Regions from separate parts of the Macaca mulatta genome. Here region 2 is linked to region 1. A link is a contact called in public Hi-C data. All regions are on one chromosome and are shown on one strand. The core of a region is the stretch at or near the end of the contact, and the rest is flanking DNA. Distances in the headings are between cores, read along the strand shown.

Evidence for each region. A called contact is a pair of places that touch in the nucleus more often than the background predicts.
Region 2: a contact with region 1 is called in a Hi-C map of cortical neurons, with 4 times the contacts expected there. The contact joins the enhancer-like site here to the promoter of POP7 in region 1. A contact is called at or near these places in 4 of 14 Hi-C or Micro-C datasets (cortical neurons, fetal cortex germinal zone, fetal cortical plate and 1 more).

Annotation. Positions count from the first base shown.
Region 1 is chr3:47,915,011-47,919,056 of T2T-MMU8v2.0, reverse strand. It overlaps POP7 (POP7 homolog, ribonuclease P/MRP subunit), which reads right to left and starts at 1,296. Exons shown (of 2, transcript NM_001261725.2): 1 at 1,074-1,296; 2 at 1-283. The coding sequence starts at 273.
Region 2 is chr3:48,051,569-48,055,592 of T2T-MMU8v2.0, reverse strand. All of the region lies in intron 1 of SLC12A9 (solute carrier family 12 member 9), which reads right to left. Among named protein-coding and RNA genes, the nearest start is that of EPHB4, 11 kb to the right of the region's middle. Within about 2 kb of position 2,697, at least 32 of the 40 cell types and tissues checked have an H3K27ac peak or open chromatin away from gene starts, as enhancers often do. A contact at or near this core is called in cortical neurons, fetal cortex germinal zone, fetal cortical plate and 1 more, where this site is marked.

The DNA of each region.
Region 1 (4,046 bases), core at 47-2,546:
GCCCGCCTGCAGCTGCAGCGCGATGTTGATGGCGCGGTTGATGGCCAGGCCCAAGCCGTGAATGTAGATCTCAGAGCACGCGTTCTGACCCCGGGCCCCTCCGTCCAGCAGCTTCTGGCAGCGTGCCAGCTGGGCCTTAAAGTCAGTCTTCATGTTGACATAAATGTCATTGGGCCTCCGGGGAAGGCGGTTGGGAAGCCTTTTCCTAAGGGTGTACTCCACCGGATCCAGTTCAGCCTCCACGGTACCTCGGGGCTCACGGTTTTCTGCCATGCTGTGTGCCCTGGCATGGGAAAGGGACGAGATCAGAGGGATCACAGTGACCTCGAAGCCTTTCCTACCCCTTTTCCTGTACAAAGGGTGCACCTGGCCCGGCAGTGGCTCACGCCTGTAACCTCAGCACTTTGGGAGGCCGAGGCGGGAGGATCACTGGAACCCGCGTGTTTGATACCAGCCTGGGCAACACAGCAAGACCCTGTCTTAAGAAAATTTTTTTCAATTACCCGGGCCGAGGCGGGAGGATCGCTTGAGATCGGGAGTTCGAGGCTACAGTGAGCCGGGATCGCGCCACTGCACTCTAGCCTGGTAAACAGAGTAAGCCGCTGTCTGAAACAAATACAAAAACAAAAGGTGCGCCGGGCGCGGTGGCTCACGCCTGTAATCCCAGCACTTTGGGAGGCCGAGGCGGGCGGATCACAAGGTCAGGAGATCGAGACCACGGTGAAACCCCGTCTCTACTAAAAATAGAAAAAATTAGCCGGGCGCAGTTGTGGGCGCCTGTAGTCCCAGCTACTCGGGAGGCTGAGGCAGGAGAATGGCGTGAACCCGGGAGGCGGAGCTTGCAGTGAGCCGAGATCGCGCCACTGCACTCCAGCCTGGGCGACAGAGCGAGACTCCGTCTCAAAAAAAAAAAAAAAAAAAAAAAAAAAAAAAAAAAAAAAACAAAAGGTGCACCCGAGAGGGGACACACTCGACATCCCTGTTTCCTTCCGGCCCCTTGTCCCCTCCTACCCACCTCCAGATCCCGCGTCTCCCCCAACCTCGCGCCTCTCCGCCGCCCCTCCCGTGCTCACTCTCTTCGCTCCACAGAGCCTTCCAGGCGCGCGAGGCCCGCTCCTCGCCAGGTCACTGAAGGGTTCGCCGGCCAGCCCAAGTAACCGCGACCCCAGGTCCCAGGGAAAGAAGGATGGGGGCGCAACCAACCCGCCGGCTCGTGGGCACCCTGCCAGCGCCGCTGTCCTGAACGGGCTGCGGAGTGCGCACGCGCGCCCGCACCCCGCGAACCACGAATCTCCTTCCCGGCTTCCGTTCACCCCGCCCCTTCCCTGAGGGCAAGTGCGACTGCGCGAGGCATTTGAGTAACGCGAGACTTCCGGGACTGACGGGATCTACCACGTGTACGCCTCGGGGACTGGCGGGCGGCCGAGGGCGGGGACCAGGTCCAAGCAGGGGAGGTGCTAGAAGGGGCAGGGTCGGCCTCCTTAGGGCTGGCGGAGGGGTAGTGTAGGGGAGACACCTGGAGGGGAGGCCGTTCTAGGGGCGGGGTTCTTCCCCATGGGAGCAGGGAGGGGGTCGAGTTCAGGAGACCGCGGTCGCCAAGAGGCCTGAACTCCGCGTTCGTCGCAGCTCCTCTAGTCAGAAGAGGCCTGAGCAGGGCTGGAAGAACTGACCCCCTAGTCTAATGTCCCTGTGGCCCGAGGACCGAGGGGGGAACTGAGGGACGTAGCCGGTCCCCACCTCGCCGGAGGACAGCGTCCCGGGACTCCCCTGCAGTTCACGGGAAGCTGTCCGCCTCCTGTCTGTGCTGGGGACCCACGCTGTGGGCCCTAAGCCCAGGCTTCACGGGTCCCCAAGGAACGCTAACCCACACACGCCCCTCAACCATTTCCCACCAGCTCTGCGGCCCGCGACCCCTTAACAGGGACTTGTCGCCCCCTGGTGGGCAAGGTGGGGAGGACGCGCGCCGTATTCGTGGCTCTCCAGGCCAGTGGAGTGGGGGCTCTGCCCAGACTGGATGATTTCTACAGAGTTCCCTTCTGAAATGAGTAGGACCTGCTGCATCCTTTGGGGACCTTGAACTACTCTGTTTGCCCAGCATTCAAATGGGGATGTTCACAACAGCTCCCCCACCATATTGCACATGCATTTTGTTGAATGGCTAGCTGTATAGCTTCTGACTATAAACTTGCATTTATTTATTTTTGAGAGAGGGTCTCACTTTGTGGCCCAGGCTGGACTGCAGTGGTGTGATCTCAGCTCACTGCAACCTCTGCCTACCAGGTTCAAGCGATTCTTGTGCCTCAGCCTCTTGAGTAGCTGGGATTACAGGCGCACGCCACAGCACCTGGCCAATTTGTTAAATTTTTTTGAGACAGGGCCTTACTCTGTCACCCAGGCTGGAGTGCAGTGGCGTGAACACGGCTCACTGCAGCCCTGAATTCCTGGGCTCAAGCGATCATCCTGTGTCAGCTTCCTGTGTAGCTGGGACCACAGGTGTGCGCCACAACGCACAGCTGAGTTTTAAAAATTTTTTTGTAGAGATGGAGTCTCACTTTGTGGCCCCGGCTCGTTTTGAACTCCTAAGTTCAAGCGATCCTCCCACCCTGGCCTCCCAAAGTGCTGGGATTACAGGTGTGAGCCACTGGGCTTAACTCAGCCTAAACTTGTCTTTTATTTTTATTTTTTTTAAAGACAGGGTTTCAGTCTGTTGCCTAGGCTGAAGTGCAGTGGTGTGATCACAGCTCACTGCAACTTCCGCCTACCAGGTTCAAGAGATTTTTGTGCCTTAGCCTCCTGGGTAGCTGGGATTACAGGCACACGCCACTGCACCTGGCCAATTTACTTCATTTTTTTGAGACAGGGTCCTCCTCTGTCACCCAGGCTGGAATGCAGTGGCATGAACATGGCTGAGTGCAGCCCTGAACTCCTGGGCTCAAGCCATCATCCTGTGTCAGCTTCCTGTGTAGCTGGGACCACAGGTGTGTGCCACAATGCACAGCTAATTTTTTAATTTTTTTGTAGAGATGGAGTCTCACTTTGTGGCCCAGGCTGGTTTCAAACTCCTGGGCTCAAGCAATCCTCCCACCTTGGCCTCCCAAAGTGCTGGGATTACAGGTGTGAGCCACTGTGCTCAGCCTAAACTTGTCTTTTTTTTTTTTTTTTTTTTTTTGAGACAGGGTCTCAGTCTGTTGCCCAGGCTGGAGTGCAGTGGTGTGATCATAGCTCACTGCAGCCTCAACCTCCTGGGCTCAAGCAATCCTCCTGCCCCAGCCACCTGAATAGCTAGGACTACAGGCATGCGCCAGTATGTAAAGTTGTATTTTAGAAGTTAATCCTTGGTATTGAAATTTTCGAAATGTTCACATAATTGTTGGGACTGATTCATTCCTCCACACATGATGCGCCTCCTCTCTCCCATATCCTGTTAATTGTAGCGGTTGCAGGCATTTGCGTTGACAAGATATATAGATGGCTCCACACTTGACCTTGAGCGCCAGAATGCTCTGAAGTCAAGCATATGCCACAGTGCTTGAGACTGTGGGCATCATCTGTAGTGTCCTTTTCCCCGACTCCTGTCTCCTTGGTCCTAGGGAGGTCTGGCTCTAATTGCTAGTTTCCAGAGATTCATTCTTTTTTTTTTTTTTTTTTTTTTTTTGAGACGGAGTCTCGCTCTGTCACCCAGGCTGGAGTGCAGTGGCCGGATCTCAGCTCACTGCAAGCTCCGCCTCCCGGGTTCACGCCATTCTCCTGCCTCAGCCTCCCCAGTAGCTGGGACTACAGGCGCCTGCCACCTCGCCCGGCTAAGTTTTTGTATTTTTAGTAGAGATGGGGTTTCACTGTGTTAGCCAGGATGGTCTCGATCTCCTGACCTCGTGATCCACCCGTCTCGGCCTCCCAAAGTGCTGGGATTGGGATTACAGGCTTGAGCCACCGCGCCCGGCCTCTTTTTTTTTTTTTTTTTGAGACAGTCTCGCTCTATTGCCCAGGCTGGAGTGCAGAGGTGTGATCTCAGCCCACTGCAACCTCTGTCTCTCAGGTTAAAGTGA
Region 2 (4,024 bases), core at 1,448-3,947, 140 kb before region 1:
GGGATTACAGGCGTGAGCCATGGCACCCAGCTCTACCACCATCTCTGCTTGGACATCAAATGGACAACTCAAACTTGGTATGTCCAATACCAAATATTCAAACTCCCACCACCTACTCCTCCTGTGGTCCTCTCATCTCTCCCACCACTCAGGCCAGAAACCAGGGGTTACACCGGAATACTCTCACACCCAACATCCACACCATAGACAATTCCTCTGGCCTCCACTTTCAAGTTATAACCAGTCTGCAACCACATTTTACCACCCAGTCCAAGCCACCATCACTTCTTCCGCGTTTTCACAATAGCCTCCTAACTGGTTTTCCCACTTCTGCACTTGTCCCAAAGTCTATTCTCAACTGAGCAGCTAGAGGGATGCTGTTTAAGTAACTATCCATTCCTGATGGTTGCCACCTTTCATAATTCTCCAATGACATGCCTTTCTCCTCAAAGTTAAAGCCAAAGGCCGCATCTGTAAGGAGGATGGCCTGACTTACCAACTACAGTCCTGCTGTATGCCTGATGCCTTGACTTCAATATTAACAGCATCTCTCGGCTGGGTGCAGTGGCTCACACCTGTAATTCCCCCATTTTGGGAGGCCACGGCGGACAGATCACTTGAGGTCAGGCGTTTAAGACCAGCCTGGCCAACATTGTATTTCTACTAAAAATGCAAAAAAATTAGCTGGCATGGTGCCGCACGCCTGTAATCCTAGGTACTGGGGATGGTGAGGTGGGAGGATCGCTTGAGCCTGGGAGGCCAGGTCGCAGTGAACAGAGATCGCGTCCCTGTACTCCAGCCTTGGTGACAGAGTGAGACTCCATCTCAAAATACATACATACATACGTAAATAAATAAATAAATAAATAATAGTATCTCCTTTGCTCAGAAGTGTTCCAGAATGCTAGGCATGGTGGTCCATGCCTGTAATGCGGCCTCTCCAGTCCCACATCTCTCTTCTCACCTCCTGTGCGTGCCCCACTAGGGCCTCTGGGCTGTTCCTCAGACAACCCCGGAACCTCTTTTAGATCTTCTGGACTCAAATATTATCTTCCTAGTGAAATCTTCCCTGCCAATCCCATTTAAAATTGAACCACAGGCCGGGCGCGGTGGCTCAAGCCTGTAATCCCAGCACTTTGGGAGGCCGAGACGGGCGGATCATGAGGTCAGGAGATCGAGACCATCCTGGCTAACACGGTGAAACCCCGTCTCTACTAAAAATACGAAAAGCTAGCCGGGCGAGGTAGCAGGCGCCTGTAGTCCCAGCTACTCAGGAGGCTGAGGCAGGAGAATGGTGTAAACCCTGGAGGCGGAGCTTGCAGTGAGCTGAGATCGTGCCACTGCACTCCAGCCTGGGCAACAGAGCGAGACTCCGTCTCAAATAAATAAATAAATAAATAAATAAATAAATAAATAAAATTGAACCACATGGCTGGGCGCTACAATCCCAAAGCTTTGGGAGGTGGAAGCAAGAGGATCACTTGAGCCCAGGAGTGTGAGACCAGCCTGGGCAACATAACAAGACTGTCTCCACAAAAAAATTTAAAAATTGAAATAAATTTTTTATTATTTATTTATTTATTTATTTATTTTTGAGGTGGAGTCTCGCTCTGTCGCCCAGGCTGGAGTGCAGTGGCCGGATCTCAGCTCACTGCAAGCTCCGCCTCCCGGGCTTACGCCATTCTCTTGCCTCAGCCTCCCGAGTAGCTGGGACTACAGGCGCTCGCCACCACGCCCGGCTAGGTTTTTTTTTTTGCATTTTTTAGTAGAGACGGGGTTTCACTGGGTTAGCCAGGATGGTCTCGATCTCCTGACCTCGTGATCCAGCCGTCTCGGCCTCCCAAAGTGCTGGGATTACAGGCTTGAGCCACCGCGCCCGGCCGAAATAAATTTTTTAAAAAATTAATAGATGAAATAAAATTGGCTGGGCGTGGTGGGTCCCGCCTGCAATCCCAGCACTTTGGAATCACGAGGCAGGCGGATCACCTGAGGTTGGGAATTCAAGACCAGCCTGCCCAACATGGTGAAACCCGTCTCTACTAAAAACAAAAATTAGCTGGGCGGGCGTGGTGGCACACACCTGTAATCCCAGCTACTCTTGAGGCTGAGGCAGGAGAATTGATTGAACTTGGGAGGTGGACGTTGCAGTGAGCCGCGATTGCACCACTGCACTCCAGCCTGGGTAACAAAGTGAGACTCCGTCTCAAAAATAAATACATAAAAATAAAATTAAACCATCGTACCTCCTCCCTTTTTCCTATTTTTTTTCCTCCATAGCACTTAACACCATCTAACTGATATATATTGTTTATGTATCTTGTTCATTGATTGCCTACTCCCAATAGAAAGTTAAGCTCAGGACGAGCTCGGTGGCTCAGGCCTCTAATCCCAACACTTTGGGAGGCCAAGGGTGGAGAATCACTTGAGGTCAGGAGTTCGAGGCTGCAATGAGCTATGATCGTGCCCATGCACTCAGCGTAGGTAACAGAGAGAGATCCTATCTCAAAAACGAAAGGAAGTTAAGCTCTACGAAACAGGAGCTTCAGTTTTCTTCGCTACTGCCCTGCGCCTGGAAAAACCAAACATTCACGGTGGCTGCTGCAACTCTCCAGAATCCGCCCCACTGCACGCCAGCAGTCGGAGGCCTGGGGCGTGCTGCTCTCGTGACTGACTGCCGGGAAGGAAGGATGGCGGCGCCCAAGATGGCTTCAGAGAGAGGGCAACCAACGAGAGGACGCCGGCCCGCCAGAGCGTCCACGCCGCCGCCTTTTCTACGGTTGCGTCCTGGGAAGGCGCGAATTGTGGGGCTGCGTGCGGGTCGTCCCCTCCACCATTTTTTAATGGAAAAAATAATAATTCTCAAAGACGGTTTGGTCCGACCTGCCTCCCCACCTCTTTTCATCCCCAGGATCCCAGGCGTGTAAAAGACGGATTGTGGGACTGGGCGCAGTGACTCATGCCTGTAATCCCAGCGCTTTGCGGGGCCACGGCGAGAGTATCGCTTGAGCCGAGAGGTTCGAGACCAGCCTGGGCAACATAGCGAGCCCGTATCTCTATTTTTAAAAATCGTGTATAGAAATAGAGGAGATTGTGGGATTCAGTATCAGAGATTCTCTCCCTTGGTGTCAACGCCCCTGTCAACCTATTAGGTGACCTCAGAGTGGCCCCCCAGCCCTCACTTATAGGGATCCCCGATCCTGGAACACACACATGCCCCATCTGCTCTGAGGGGACAAGGAGATCCAATGGCACTCTCAGAGTTAGGCCTTAAATGCTAATTTCCTGGAGATCCGCCCACTTCACCCCCACCCTCCCCCACCCCATTCCTGCTGTAAACTCCCCAGGATTAAGTCTGGTGAATCTGGGCCGCCTCCCCCAGGTCCCAGGGGCAGATGAGCCCTTGGCCACCGCCCCTCCAATTTCCTGCAGACCCAGCAAACAAAAGACTCTCGGGAAGAGAGGCGAGCTGAGCTGGGCGCCTTTCCTGCAAGAACAGCTGATGGGGCAAAACGGCCCAGGAGTGAGCCGAGGGGAGGGATGAAATTCCAGGGTTCCTAGAGGGCAGCAGTGCGAGGCCGGACCCCTGGATCCTGGGGAGGGAGGGTATCCGGGCAGCAGCTGGATGTGGAAGGCTCTGGCCAGACAGGTTGCCGGGCTGTGGCGCATGGGGTGATGTCAGCCTTAGGGAATGGAGGGGGGGTGGGTTCTCTGAGGTTCAGGTGCGCTCTCTAGTCCCCAGGCTGGAAGAGTGGGGGCTGGGAGAGGCCTGAGGCCCTGCGTCATCTCCTCTGGGGCTCGGCCTACCTTCCCCTGGCCCGACCTGCTACCCTCGGTGCTGGCTCCACCCGGCCTGGCTTCCTGCTCCTCCCCACACAGACCTTTCTGTGCCAAGCTCCCCTAACCAGCCCAAGAGCTTCTTGTCCCTTCCGGACCCTGGTATCCTAGCCTCCAGCCACAAATAGTCCTTCTTACTTTCCCTCCTAGAGCCAGCCTCCTGCCTCCCCCTGCCCCTATTCCCAGCCAG